Linked DNA regions of Mus musculus: region 2 is linked to region 1. A link is a contact called in public promoter capture Hi-C data. All regions are on one chromosome and are shown on one strand. The core of a region is the stretch at or near the end of the contact, and the rest is flanking DNA. Distances in the headings are between cores, read along the strand shown. Region 1 overlaps Tmem131l (transmembrane 131 like). Region 2 overlaps Trim2 (tripartite motif-containing 2).

What was found. Capture Hi-C pulls out chosen DNA fragments and counts their contacts.
Region 2: a contact with region 1 is called in a promoter capture Hi-C map of liver. The contact joins two enhancer-like sites. A contact is called at or near these places in 1 of 484 Hi-C or Micro-C datasets (embryonic stem cells) and 2 of 9 other capture datasets (adipose tissue and liver).

Annotation. Positions count from the first base shown.
Region 1 is chr3:83,962,370-83,968,476 of GRCm38.p6, reverse strand. It overlaps Tmem131l (transmembrane 131 like), which reads left to right. Exons shown (of 35, transcript NM_172681.4): 4 at 251-319; 5 at 6,056-6,107. Among named protein-coding and RNA genes, the nearest start is that of Tmem131l, 75 kb to the left of the region's middle. Within about 2 kb of position 2,571, at least 16 of the 459 cell types and tissues checked have an H3K27ac peak or open chromatin away from gene starts, as enhancers often do. A contact at or near this core is called in liver, where this site is marked.
Region 2 is chr3:84,232,236-84,238,342 of GRCm38.p6, reverse strand. All of the region lies in intron 1 of Trim2 (tripartite motif-containing 2), which reads left to right. The region is part of intron 2 of Gm40078 (a long non-coding RNA gene); the gene reads right to left. Among named protein-coding and RNA genes, the nearest start is that of n-TGgcc9, 6.2 kb to the right of the region's middle. Within about 2 kb of position 2,737, at least 18 of the 459 cell types and tissues checked have an H3K27ac peak or open chromatin away from gene starts, as enhancers often do. A contact at or near this core is called in liver, where this site is marked.

The DNA of each region.
Region 1 (6,107 bases), core at 1,322-3,821:
TACTAGTCATTAAGTAGGGCTTCGTTTGTGTCGTCATCTGTTGGCAAGATCTGTCCATTTGATAAATGTTATATTAACTGTAAGCTAGACGGTTGTAAATTTCTAGAACTCTAGTTCAAATTTATCTATAAGTGAGTAAAATTAGATAGCATGAATTTAGAGTCATTGTACTGAGCATATGATTGCAAAATTCAAATTTAAACCTAAGCAATTAATGTCTCTCTCTCTTTTTTTTCCTTTTGTCTTTTAGCTTCTCAGATAAACTGTTCATTGGAAAAGGCTTACATTTTCAGCCGTCAGTTCTAGATTTTGGAATACAGTAAGTATTTTTTTTTTAAATTTATAACTAAATTCATCTTATTTGTATTTATCTTCAGCATATCTTTTTAACATATTTATTTTTAATTATATGCGTATGTGTTGAGTTGTAGTTATGTCCACATGACTGCTGATGCTGACAGAAACCGGAAGAGGACACTGGCTCCCCTGGGGCTGGGGTTACTGGCAGTTGTGAACTGTTCAATATGAGTGCTGAGAACTAAGCTCCCATCCCTGCAAGAGCAACATAAACTAATAACCATGGAGCCCTCTCCAGCCTCTGGCCTCAGTGGATCTTACATGATGATATATATATATATATATATATATATATATACACATACATACACACACACAGTGTTATATGTTAAGCATATAATAATGTGAAAGGGTCTCAATCCTGAGACTTGTTAAAGGAATAGTTCATGAAAGAGAGAGTACAAAAGCTATTTTAAACCCTTTGAGTTTTTTGATGTATGTTTTGCAGTTAGGCCCTTGTCCATTCCAGGTGTATGCTTTCCTACTGTGGTATACAGTCAGCCCCCATCCAGTTGCGTCATGATATGCCTTATACTACTTGATAATAGCTAGACTTCAGTAAGAATTCAGTGGTAAGTCTTTGGGTGTTTTTTGGAACAAGTTTGATTATTTTATAATGGAAAAATGGAATACTGATGATCTCTGAATCCTTTTAGGCCAGATGCAATTGTTTGCCTTCCCTGCTGTACTTTCAGGCTGGAAGTTGTACTCTATTGATCGTTCCTGGGTAGTTGTGGACGTTTAGGCAGAGAAGATGAGATACGCTGTAAGGAGAGTCACAGTGCTAAGAAACATGAAAGAGGAAATGCAGGCTTTGGGATCACACAGGAGAGGAGGGGCATGTCTGGGATGCAGTTAAAACTTAAAGCCTGGTAGTAGGCATTGAAAAGGTACATCTTCGATTTGTCCCCTCAAAGCTCTGCTTAGGTTCACAATGTGTTCAAGAGCTGCTGAGTGAAGTTACCTGGTGATGAATGACCCTAGGGCCAGTGGGGTCTGCAACCCGTGCTTTGAGCTTTCACCTGCCATTCTTGTCACGTTCTGACATTGTCATTGTCTGCATTTCTGAAGTTTGGAGCCACAGGGAAGGAATGAGCTATCTTGCTGAGCTTTTCAAAGGAGTTTTTTCTAAAGGGAGGAGGAGATCAAATTGTTAAAGTAGTTTGCTAACTTTACAAGATTCTAGGTGTCTGAACTAATTACTAAACTATCTAATTATTAACAAGGTCCTGCACTGTAGTCCTAGCAGGCTTGGAAGTCACAGAGCTCTCTATCTCCTCAGTGCTGGCACTAAAGGCTTGCACTACCATGCTCAGAATATTTTGTATTGAATTACTTACAAAAAATAGATTAAGAAATTTGTTAAAAGTTGAATTTATAATCATTTATCAGATAAGTTAAATGATTTATAATCTCACTGACTTCAAATCTGAGAGAATAGTTTACACAAAGTTTTTTTTTGTTTTGTTTTTCTTGAGGAAATTGTGTGTGTGTGTGTGTGTTTGTGTGTATATGCATGCACGCAGGACTATTTTAGAGACTATTTTAGATTGGTAGGTATAATGAAATGGATCATGGTGAATATAGCCAGAATAGGAAAAAAGTTCAGGTATATAGGATCCTGGCTGTCATTTACTCTTCCAGAAAATCCCATAATATAGGAGCTGGAAAGAGGGCTTAGGGGTCAAGAGTACTTGCTACTTATTGAGAGGATAAGCAGTTCCCAGCACTCAGATGACAACTCATGACTGTCTGTAATGCTAGCTCCAGGGAGTCAGACAGTCTCTGCCGGCCAGGCACCAGCCAGGCCTGCAACCCATATACACATACATACAGGCAAACACTCGTATACAGAAAATTCAAGAAAAATTTAAAACTGTGATCAGTGAGTGTGTATATGTATAAGTGCTACACTTGTCTTAATTGTCCATATGCATTAATTACTGGTTCTGTTATCTAAAAAAACATTGAATGGTTATGTAAGTGGCCTTGGTTTGAAAGGGTTACTGATTTTTAGACTTGAAATACCTTCAGAAGGTTCAGCTATGTTATGTAATACTTTGTAGTTTTTTAGTATGTTAAGGTGTTTTATGTCATTTGAGCTGTGTTACTTTGTCATTTTGTTTTCTTTGAGACAGGATCTCACTGAGTAGCCCTAGCTGGCCTGAACCTCAGAGCAGGCTGGCCTCAGGCTGTGGCAAACCTCTTGGCTCTGCCTCTGTAATGCTGGGTTACACAGTGCAGTAGCAAGAGCCTTCTTCATCTGTGTGTCTGATGAGTTCCCAAGGGTAACTTAGCCATTATCTGAGCATGTGTAGCCATCTTTACATGCTAGTGCTTGACTATAGGGCACAGAGGTTTACACACTGGTCGCTGAGAAGCAGTGCAGTTTGGCCAGGGTCACGTCTCACTCAGTCACTCACCATGGTAAGACAGTCTGTCATTTAGTTTCATTGATAGCACCTTTAAGAAGTGACCAGTGCTTCCCTTCTTCCCACCCACTGGCTCCTGTATGGTTACTAGGACAGCACAGCAGCCACCAAGCTCCCAGTTCCCTCCCTGCTGGTTCAGCTTTCGCCCTCCTTCTGGGATCAGCCTCAGGCAGACTGCAGGCAGATGGCTGACTCTCCACCTTGTCTCTTTCTTCTGTTCCCTGAGAGCTTCTCCAAAGGGCCAGCTCCAAGGCTGGAAGTGCTAATCATTCATACATTTTCATCATTCTCTTGTCATATTAAATTCATAGATTATCTTCCAGTTGTCACTACTGAAGGAAATTCATACCCTTTTAACACATGTAAAAATAGAATATTGAAAAGTAGAATAAAAATAGCCAGTGGCAAGGAGGCTTCTGTGTCTGCTGGGATTCCGGTGGCTGTAGGCAGACGCCCTGCTGAGGAGGGAGGGTGCTATCATCTCTCCTTAGAGCATTTCTCCAAGGTCTTGGAAACCAGAACACGTGTGACTAGTATGTAAAGTCTTAGGGGGCAAGTTTAAGTAGCTCAGTTGATTTGTTGGCACCTTTTAGTTAAGGCTATGAAATCTGTATTCATTGATAACAAGAAAGGAGGACATGAGCCCAGTTCTCTGGCTGGGTTTATTAGGTAACCCTTATGTTTATAGTAGAATTTGTTGTTGTTGGTGGTGGTGGTGGTTGGTTGGTTTTGGTTTGGTTTGGTTTTGGTTTCTCTGTGTAGCCCTGGCTGTCCTGAAACTCCCTCTGTAGACCAGGCTGGCCTCGAACTCAGGGATCCACCTGACCGCTGCTTCTCAAGTGCTGGGATCAAAGGCGTGCTCTACCATGCCTGGCAGGAAATGATTTCATTTTAATTGAATTATTTAATTAATTTTAAGTTAATTATTTAATTAAATTTGGGGGCTAGAGTGGTAATTCAGGATTTAAGAGGGTTTGCTGCTATTCTGGGGGCCTGAGTTCAGTTCTAGCACACACTGGGCCATCTCACAACCACCTAATTTCAGCTCCAAGAGATCTGATCCCCTCATCTGAACTCTGTGTGTGTCCTCCCCCAGTACATACATGTGTGGCCTACACTCAGTGCATACCCATATCCATACATGAGAAAAGTACAGTTTAGACATCAAAAGGATCAAGGTTTTAATCACACAAATGTGTTTTAGTTATAAGTGGAGGTTCTAAAATATTTATAATTTAAAATACTCACCAGATATATTAAAATCTTTCATTAAGATAAGTGCTTAGAAAAGTCCCTGTGAGAGCTGGGACAGCATGTCACACATTGAGTAGCAGGTTCACAGTGCTCCATATGAGATAAACAACATGCATATTGTTCTTAGACAAGTGAGCTTTTCCCTGTGTGAGGCAGAGTAGCCCAGGCTGGCCCTAGACTCGCCACTGTATAGGGAGTCCTGTCCCCAGTCTCACGGTTCTACTAGAATAAATGGCACATCTTTATTATTAGAAAAATTGGAACAGACAAAAGAAATACAAACATAACACATGAGGATTTTGCTTAAATTGGAATGTAGGTTTATTTGGGGCCACACTAACCAGAACTGTAGATTTGGGGATCTAGAAGAATGAGTGCAGTGAATGAGTTGCAGGCTCTACTGCAGCCTGGTGGAGCAGGTGAGGTCAGTGAGAGACATACATAGGTGCTGGAAGGAAATGACCACTGCAGACCGGCTAGGCTGGAGGCCTCTCTTGCTCTCCACAGCCCTCTTGCTAGGCTGCCAGCCAAAGCTTCGATGTGACAGCCTCTCCGTTAGATCATTAGTGGGAGATTGGTGAGAGGGTTTCAAATGCTGTGTAAAGCCTTTTGCCTCTGCAGGTTTTTGTTTTGCTTTTGAGACAGGATTTCCCTCTGTACCTCAGGCCGAGAGAGCCTGTGGTTCTGCAGCAGCAGCCTCCTGAATGCTCTCCCACTGTACTGAGCGCCATGAGAATTCCCTGTCCTTCCCTCTTTCTCTCTCTTGAACTATTACAATGTATTTACCAAAAAGTGCAGTATGAAAGTGTGCTTGCCCAGCTTTGAGAGTAAATTAAAATAGGCAGGGATGTGGATTTCCTTGCTGACCAATGGCCAGCTTGTTCCAAGGCTCGCAACTCCAGGGTATGGTTTCTTCATATTGTTTCTTTGCCTGTAGTTGCCATCTCCATACATTGATCGGTCATGTGACAAAGGGAAAGATTCCTCCTAGTACTCCTTGGATGCGTCAGCCCCGTTTAATTTCACTGATCATCTTTCATGCATGTATTTCTTGAGCTTAGAAGGCGGGCCTTGCTTGTGTGTTTCCTTGGTGGGCTCTGAGAAGCTTTGAGTGGTGAATAGAGTTTCTTAACTAAATGTCTCTTGATTTGAAAGAGAAACCCTAGATACGTTAGTACATGCAGAGTATATTTGGCTTTATAAACAAAAATATGTGAAAGCACTTAATAATGTAGATACGCTGAATTCTTACAACACAGAAACAAATGGGGCGCTAGTATAGGTTGTCATTATTCTTAGAAAAATAAAACTTCTTTTGTTTGCTTTTAAACCTGTTATGTTTTATTTCCAACAAGATCTGCCAGTTCTGTTCTGAGAACTGTCTCTCTTCAGAGGGGAGCTAAGCAGCAGCTATCCCACTATCTCCACTATCTCCCCATCCCACTAAGGCCCTAGTGACCAGCCAGAGTGTGCTTTCACCCAGTCCTAGTGACCAGCCAGAGTGTGCTTTCACCCAGTCCTAGTGACCAGCCAGAGTGTGGTTTCACCCAGTGGGGCTTTGAGTTTATTGGGTTACTTACTGTGGATGACAGGTTACTGGAAAGACATGACAGCTGCACTGAGAAGTCTTTAGCCAGCACGAGCTCTCCCTGGCTCTGCAGACTTCCTCCTCTCAGGTCTCCACAGCCTATATACTCCAGCCCCTCCTCTGGAAGGGAATGCCAGCTGTCAACACACCCAGCTGTGATCGCTTGCAACCAGACACAGCTGAACTATTGATGATGGAGACTTTGGCCCTGAGGATGGTACCGTCCACCCTGTTCTTCTTTTAACTTTATAATGAACACTGATAGCTCTCTGGGGTTAAAACATGTATAGGCTAGAGATGCAGCTCAGTGGTGTGCATGGCAACCTGAGTTCAGTCCATAGCATAAATAATGGAGTGTAATTACGTACATTCGTGAGGGATACTGATAGTCACAAGTACCTTGTCTTTCCTCTTCCCCAACCAGGTTCCTGGGACATCCTGCGGCGAAGCTTCTCTATGCCTACAACCCCAGCAGG
Region 2 (6,107 bases), core at 1,488-3,987, 270 kb before region 1:
AAATGTCCAAATGATGCTTAGTCCTCATTACTTGTGGTGTTTATTTGTATCCAGTAGTCACAGACGTGTAGCTGTATTATAAAGTACACTTTAGTGCCTGTGTGGATTAACTATTCTTCTTGTTGCTATGACAAAAGTATTTGACCATAGCATCTTAAGGAACGAAGGGTTTACTTTTGGCTCATGGTTTAAGATTCCTTCATGGTGGGGATAGCCCAGCAGCAGGAGCTGACTGGTCACATTGCATCTGCAGGCCGGAAGCAGAGAGATGAAGGCTGGGGCTCAACTCTTTTTGTCTGTTTTACTCAGACCGGGACCCAACTTATGGGATCACACTACCCACATTCACAGTACGTCTTCGCTCTTCAGTTTAAACTCTTCTGGAAACACTCTAATAGACCCATCCAAAATGTGTTTCCACGGTGATCCTGAATCCAGTCAAGTTGACAATGAACATCAGCTGTCACACAGATGAGCAGTGTGGAGACTGTCCCCACTGTGTCACACTCTTAAGGAATTGCGGCTGTCCTTTTAGCTTGCAAATGCCACTTTCCCAACAGAACCCATCTACAAAGACAACTCAGAGGGATCTTTAGCAGGCAGACACTGGACCATTCCACTGTTTCTGAAGTGTCTCATCTAAGAATCTGGTCACTGGGACTATATTCTTCTGGGCAGTGATGGTGACGTTACCCCAGGTCATGTCCAGACAAGCAGGATACTCAGCCATTCTTCAGGATGCAGTGTTTGGCACGACAATATGTGCTGAGTTGCATGAATGCTGTGCCAGCCATGGAGGGTGATCCCATGGAGTTAGAGGTTGACAAGGGGCTTGCTCTACCCGTGCAAATTAGTCACTACAAACTATGACAACTGTCATTAAGGGTTCAACTGGGATGGTGTGGCATACATAGATGACACTTAGGATTGGATGGTCAGTGTGGCCTCAGAAAGGAGGCATCATGCAAAAGATGGGGAGTTTACAACAGGAGCTGTTCAGCCTCTTACAGACCCTTTAATTTTGCTGTGAACCGAAGAATGGTAGCATCCTGTTGTAGACCTAAAATCTCAGAGGTTGGTGTCAAGGTTGTGGGTCTGTTTGTTCCTAAAAAGCCAGACACAGTTGTGAGAGTGTGTGAAAGGGAAACTTAGAATCTGGAGGCTGCATGACGGCTGGCTTAAGACTCTAGGCTGTTGCTGGCAAAATGCTGGCCACGAAATAGCAAGTTGAACTAGACTCTCCACTTAATGAGTAAGTTTTGTGAAAAAATTGAAATGAAGGCTTGGTTCTCCTGTTTCTGCATGCAAATAAGCATATATTAATAGCATTTTAACAAAAAAACAAAAGTGGGGCTTAGGAAATAACTTAGTCAAGCACTTGCCAACCAGTACAGTGACCTAAGTTCTGATTTCCAGCACCCAGGTAAAAAGACAGTGTATGCTGTGGCATGCTGTGCTGTGCTGTATTCTAATGCTGTGAAAGCAGAGATGGGAGGATTCCCAGAGGTCACTGGCCAACTCTTCTAGACAACACACTGATCTCTAGGTTCAGCGGACCCTGTTTCAAAAACGAAGGTGGAGGCCAGGCATGGAGACACACGCCTTTGATCCCAGCACTTGAGGCAGAGGCACATGAACCTCTGTAACTACACACTAAGTCCCAGGTCTGCCAGAGCTCCGTAGTGAAACCTTGTCTCAAAAGGACTGGAGAGATGGCTCAGCAGTTAAGAGCACTTTGTGCTCTTGTAGATTTGGTTTCTAGCACCCACATGATGGCTCACAACCATCTGTAACTGTCATTCAGGCAGGATACTCATGCACATAAAATAAATCAAAACACATGACAGAGGGTGACAAGACATTAGCCTTTAGCCACTACACATATACACTGACACATATGAACATGAACACATACAATTTTTTTTTTGTTTTTTTGAAGACAGGCTTTCTCTGTGTAGCCCTGGCTGTCCTGGAACTCAATTTGTAGACCAGGCTGGCCTTGGATTCAGAATTCTGTCTGCCTCTGCCTCCCAAGTGCTGGGATTAAAGGCATGTGCCACCACCACCCAGCCAAATAATTTTTTAAAGAGAAAGTTTAAAAGCGAACAAGTAGAATGGATGACTGAGTTGTAACTTAGGGTAAAGCGCATACCAAGGCCTGAATCTGAGCACTGGCACCCTACCATCCCACCCCTGCCCAAATGCTGCAGCCTGATCAGAATGAGAAAGGGAGAGCCAGATGCCCGACAAAACCATGCCAACCGCCATTTCTGTGTTCTTATCACTTCAATCTGTTTACCCTGCATTCAAAGAAAGGCTTCAGCACTTGAGTTATGCCCCCCCCACACATACACACTATACATACACACACATACACACACCCCACTCACACAGACACCTACATACCATACACACATACACATACCACACATGCACATACACTATACCCCACACACATGCACACACCACACACACAAACCACACACAAACACATCACACACACTCTCTCTCTTCTGTGTTTGGGTCAGTGCTGGCTTTTTGCCGCCAAGGCCATTTTGAGGACTTGGCTTCTTCACTACAGTGTCTGTGTCTTTTTGCTTCTTTACTATTCCCAGGAGTTTGCCTTTTCTGTGAATCCCCTTCTAACAGGATGTCATGGTTTATTTCTTCCCTGCCCTTTGCCCAAATGGCTGGCCGAGTGGTTGACCTTTGTGGACTACAGTCCTTTGTGCAGGGTTCCGGTTTCTCTGCTATCTTGGGAACTCCCGCTGTTTGACTGGGGAGTATATATTCACAAACCCTGAGCCAGTAATTCCTCTAGAGGCCGGCTGTGCAGTGAGAGCCTTTTTCTACTCTTCAACGTAGTTTTTCAGTCTCACTTAGCAGCACCTCTTGTTTCTCATATTGCTAATCATCTCTGTTATGGAACGTTCTCTATGAAGCTAGTTATTATGAAAGCCAAGCAGGACCACAAAGGTCTCCAAGGAAGTCTTCTGGTCACAGGGGTGTGCTCTCCGAGGGAACTGTGGCACCCTAAACCAATCCTGTTCCTCTCTCTCATGTCCCAGAACAAGATAAGCAAGTCCGTGCTACCCTGTGCTCCCGGGTCCACTGGGCTTATGCTTACAAGTCTTGCCAGTCTCTTGGAGGGCTTTCCTACTTAGTTGTATAGCATGAGAGAGTCACAGTGTCCCCTCAGACCTGTTTCTTTGTCTGTATACTGGTTCTCAAAATGCCATTATGCCCAGCTATCCCGCTGTTCTGAAGAAACATGGGGGCGGGGGAGATAGCGGTGAGTAAAACTTGTGATGGAGCAGCTGGTTTTTGCTGCCCCATCTCTGTGCCGGGATAGAACCAGAGTCTTGTAATGTTGCTGAGCTGCAGCCATGTTGTTTGGAGAAGGTATCTGTGGCATTCAGATGACCGGGTGAAGCCATCTCTCAGATCCCTTCCACTCTGAGTCTATGAAGCTTGACTTTTGAGTTTTACTTTGTTCCAGTTCTTGGCAAGAGCTGGGAATTGGGGTGGAACCCCTGAGTGCCCTATCAGCATAAGCCCAGTGGGCCCGGGAGTGCACGGTAGCACGGACTTGCTTATCTTGTTCTGGGACATGAAAGAGAGGAACAGGATAGGTTTGGGGTGCCACAGTTCCCTTGGAGAGCACACCCCTGTGACCAGAAGACTTCCCAATAGCACATGCCTCTTAAAGGCTCCCCAGATCTCTGTAGTATTGCAGACTGTGGACCAAGGCTTTATCCCCCAGACCTTCAAAGAATACATCCACACTGAAGCAGATGGAGTCTATGACGTTGATCCAGGCTTTTTGGTCTGCAGCTTTAAGATCTTCATGTCACAGGGAAGTTCCTCCTCCCTTTAGAAGGTATGAATGCCACTCTTTATAGGAAGCCAAAGAGGAAAGACACTGTCAGGTCCTGTGACCTCAGGCTTGTGCTTTTTAAAATAAATAAATTGATTGATTGATTGATTGATTGATTGACCTGAGAGATTATTTAGGCATTCAGAGTACTCGCTGCTCTTTCAGAGGATAGGATTTTGGTCCCCAGGTCCTCATGGCAGCTAACAACTGTCTATAGTTGCAGTTCTGAAGGATGTGAGCTCCATCTGGCCTCCGTGGGCACTGCATGCATGTGTCTACCAAATGAACATGTAGGCAGAGCACCCATTTACATAAAGTAAAAATAAATAGAATATTAATACAAAGTAGTATGTACAACATTTTCTGTTGATTTTTTCCTCCCTTCCTCTTCCTCCTCACTCCCACATCACTGTGTGACAGTCCATGCCCACACAGTTCTCAGTGGGTATAGAAGAAGAGGCATTGGGTGTGCTCTCAGGTACACTGTGACCTAGTTCCATTCCTTTTTCCTTTCTAATGATGCCCAAGATTACATCTCACTTTCTCCCTTCATCATATACCAGATAAAACACAAAAGCAAGTTGGCAGCTGGTTCCCTGTGACTCAAAGTGTCCAGATGGAAATGACTATGCTTGTTGTAGTGGGCTGAATACGAGTGGCCCCCATAGGCTCATATATTTGAATGCTTAGTCACCAAGGAGTGGAACTCTTTGAAAGGATTAGAAGGATTAGGAGGTGTGGCCTTGTTGGAGAAATTGAGTTAGTGAGGATGGGCTCGGAGGTTTCAAAAGCCCACAGCGGTTCCAGTGTCTCTCTATTCCTCCACCTGGGGGTCAGGATGTAGAACTTTCAGCTACTGCTCTAGGGCTATGTGTGCTACCTGCTACCATGCTCCCTGTCATGATAATGGACTCACCCTCTGAAACTGGAAGCCAGCTCTCATTTAAATGCTTTATTTCAAATGAGTTTCCTTGGTCATGGTGTCTCTTCACAGCAATAGAATAGTGACTAAGATAATTGTGGTTTTCCTGGAGCAAAGGCTCCAACGAGTCAGTAGGTATTGGCACGGCATCCAGCACTGAAGGTTGTTAGAGGGGTCTGTTTGGCTGTATAAGCAAGTCATCCTTTCTCTAAGGATAATAGCTGACTCTATGTGCAAGAGCAAACTGGATTCTTGGATGGCTTTATGAAAAAGGCCTTACATTTCCTCTGGCTCATGAGAAGCAACTTTAATGATTATTATTATTTAAATTTATTATTAATAAATTGCAATACCTCTGGATTTCACAGTTACTTTATGTTATTGGAGAAGAAATTTGTGGCCTGCAAGGATGTTGATATAAACTTGAAACTGAAAGTCTTCTCAGATTTCAGAAGAAAGGAAAGGCAAAGTGTTCTATTTCTATCTACAGTCATTTAAGAGGAGCATGGGAAGTCAGGAGAAGAGGGAATGTGTAGCCAGGCAGTGGTGGTGCACGCTTTTAATCCCAGCACTTGGGAGGCAGAGGCAGGCAGATTTCTGAGTTCGAGGCCAGCCTGGTCTACAGAGTGAGTTCCAGGACAGCCAAAGCTATACAGAGAAACCCTGTCTGGAAAAAAAGAGAGAGAGAAAGAGAGGGAATGTGCATTGCATGGGATACCCGAATGTTTCACAGCAGACTCATTTATGATCTGACTTCCATGTTGTTCGGGACTGGCTCTTTCTAGTAGGTTCTTTCTCTCTCCTTTGCACTCCCCAGGTCTCGTCACTAAGCTTTCTGTGCCTTCTGGCCATGCTTATAAAACCTAGTTAGCCTGTGACCCTCAGTCCAGTGTGTCTCAGCTCACCGCACCAAGAAGCAAAGTGCCCACCACACAGGCAAAGCCCTGCACCTGTCAGGAGCAGCACGCCTGCACCTGCAAAGCCCGGATTATCTTCTCCACGGCTTATCTTGCTGACTAGCGAATGGGAAGTATTGTTATCTTGGCTCATGCACAAGTCAAGTGGAGGCATTACTTTCACGTGTGAGGTTTATGCAGTCTTTGGGTTGAGTTATAACTGTGTTAGTCAGTCAGCTTGCATCTAGACACTGATGCAGGGAGGGATGAAAGGCCCCCAGTTAGATATCCCTGTGAAGTGAAATCCATGAAAAGTGGAGTGTCCTCCATTTCACCCAGCTTACTCACGGTGGGCAAACTAGCCAGCAGGCCAATGCTTGGCTCCTGACCTCTTTCCACAGTCTGTGCAATG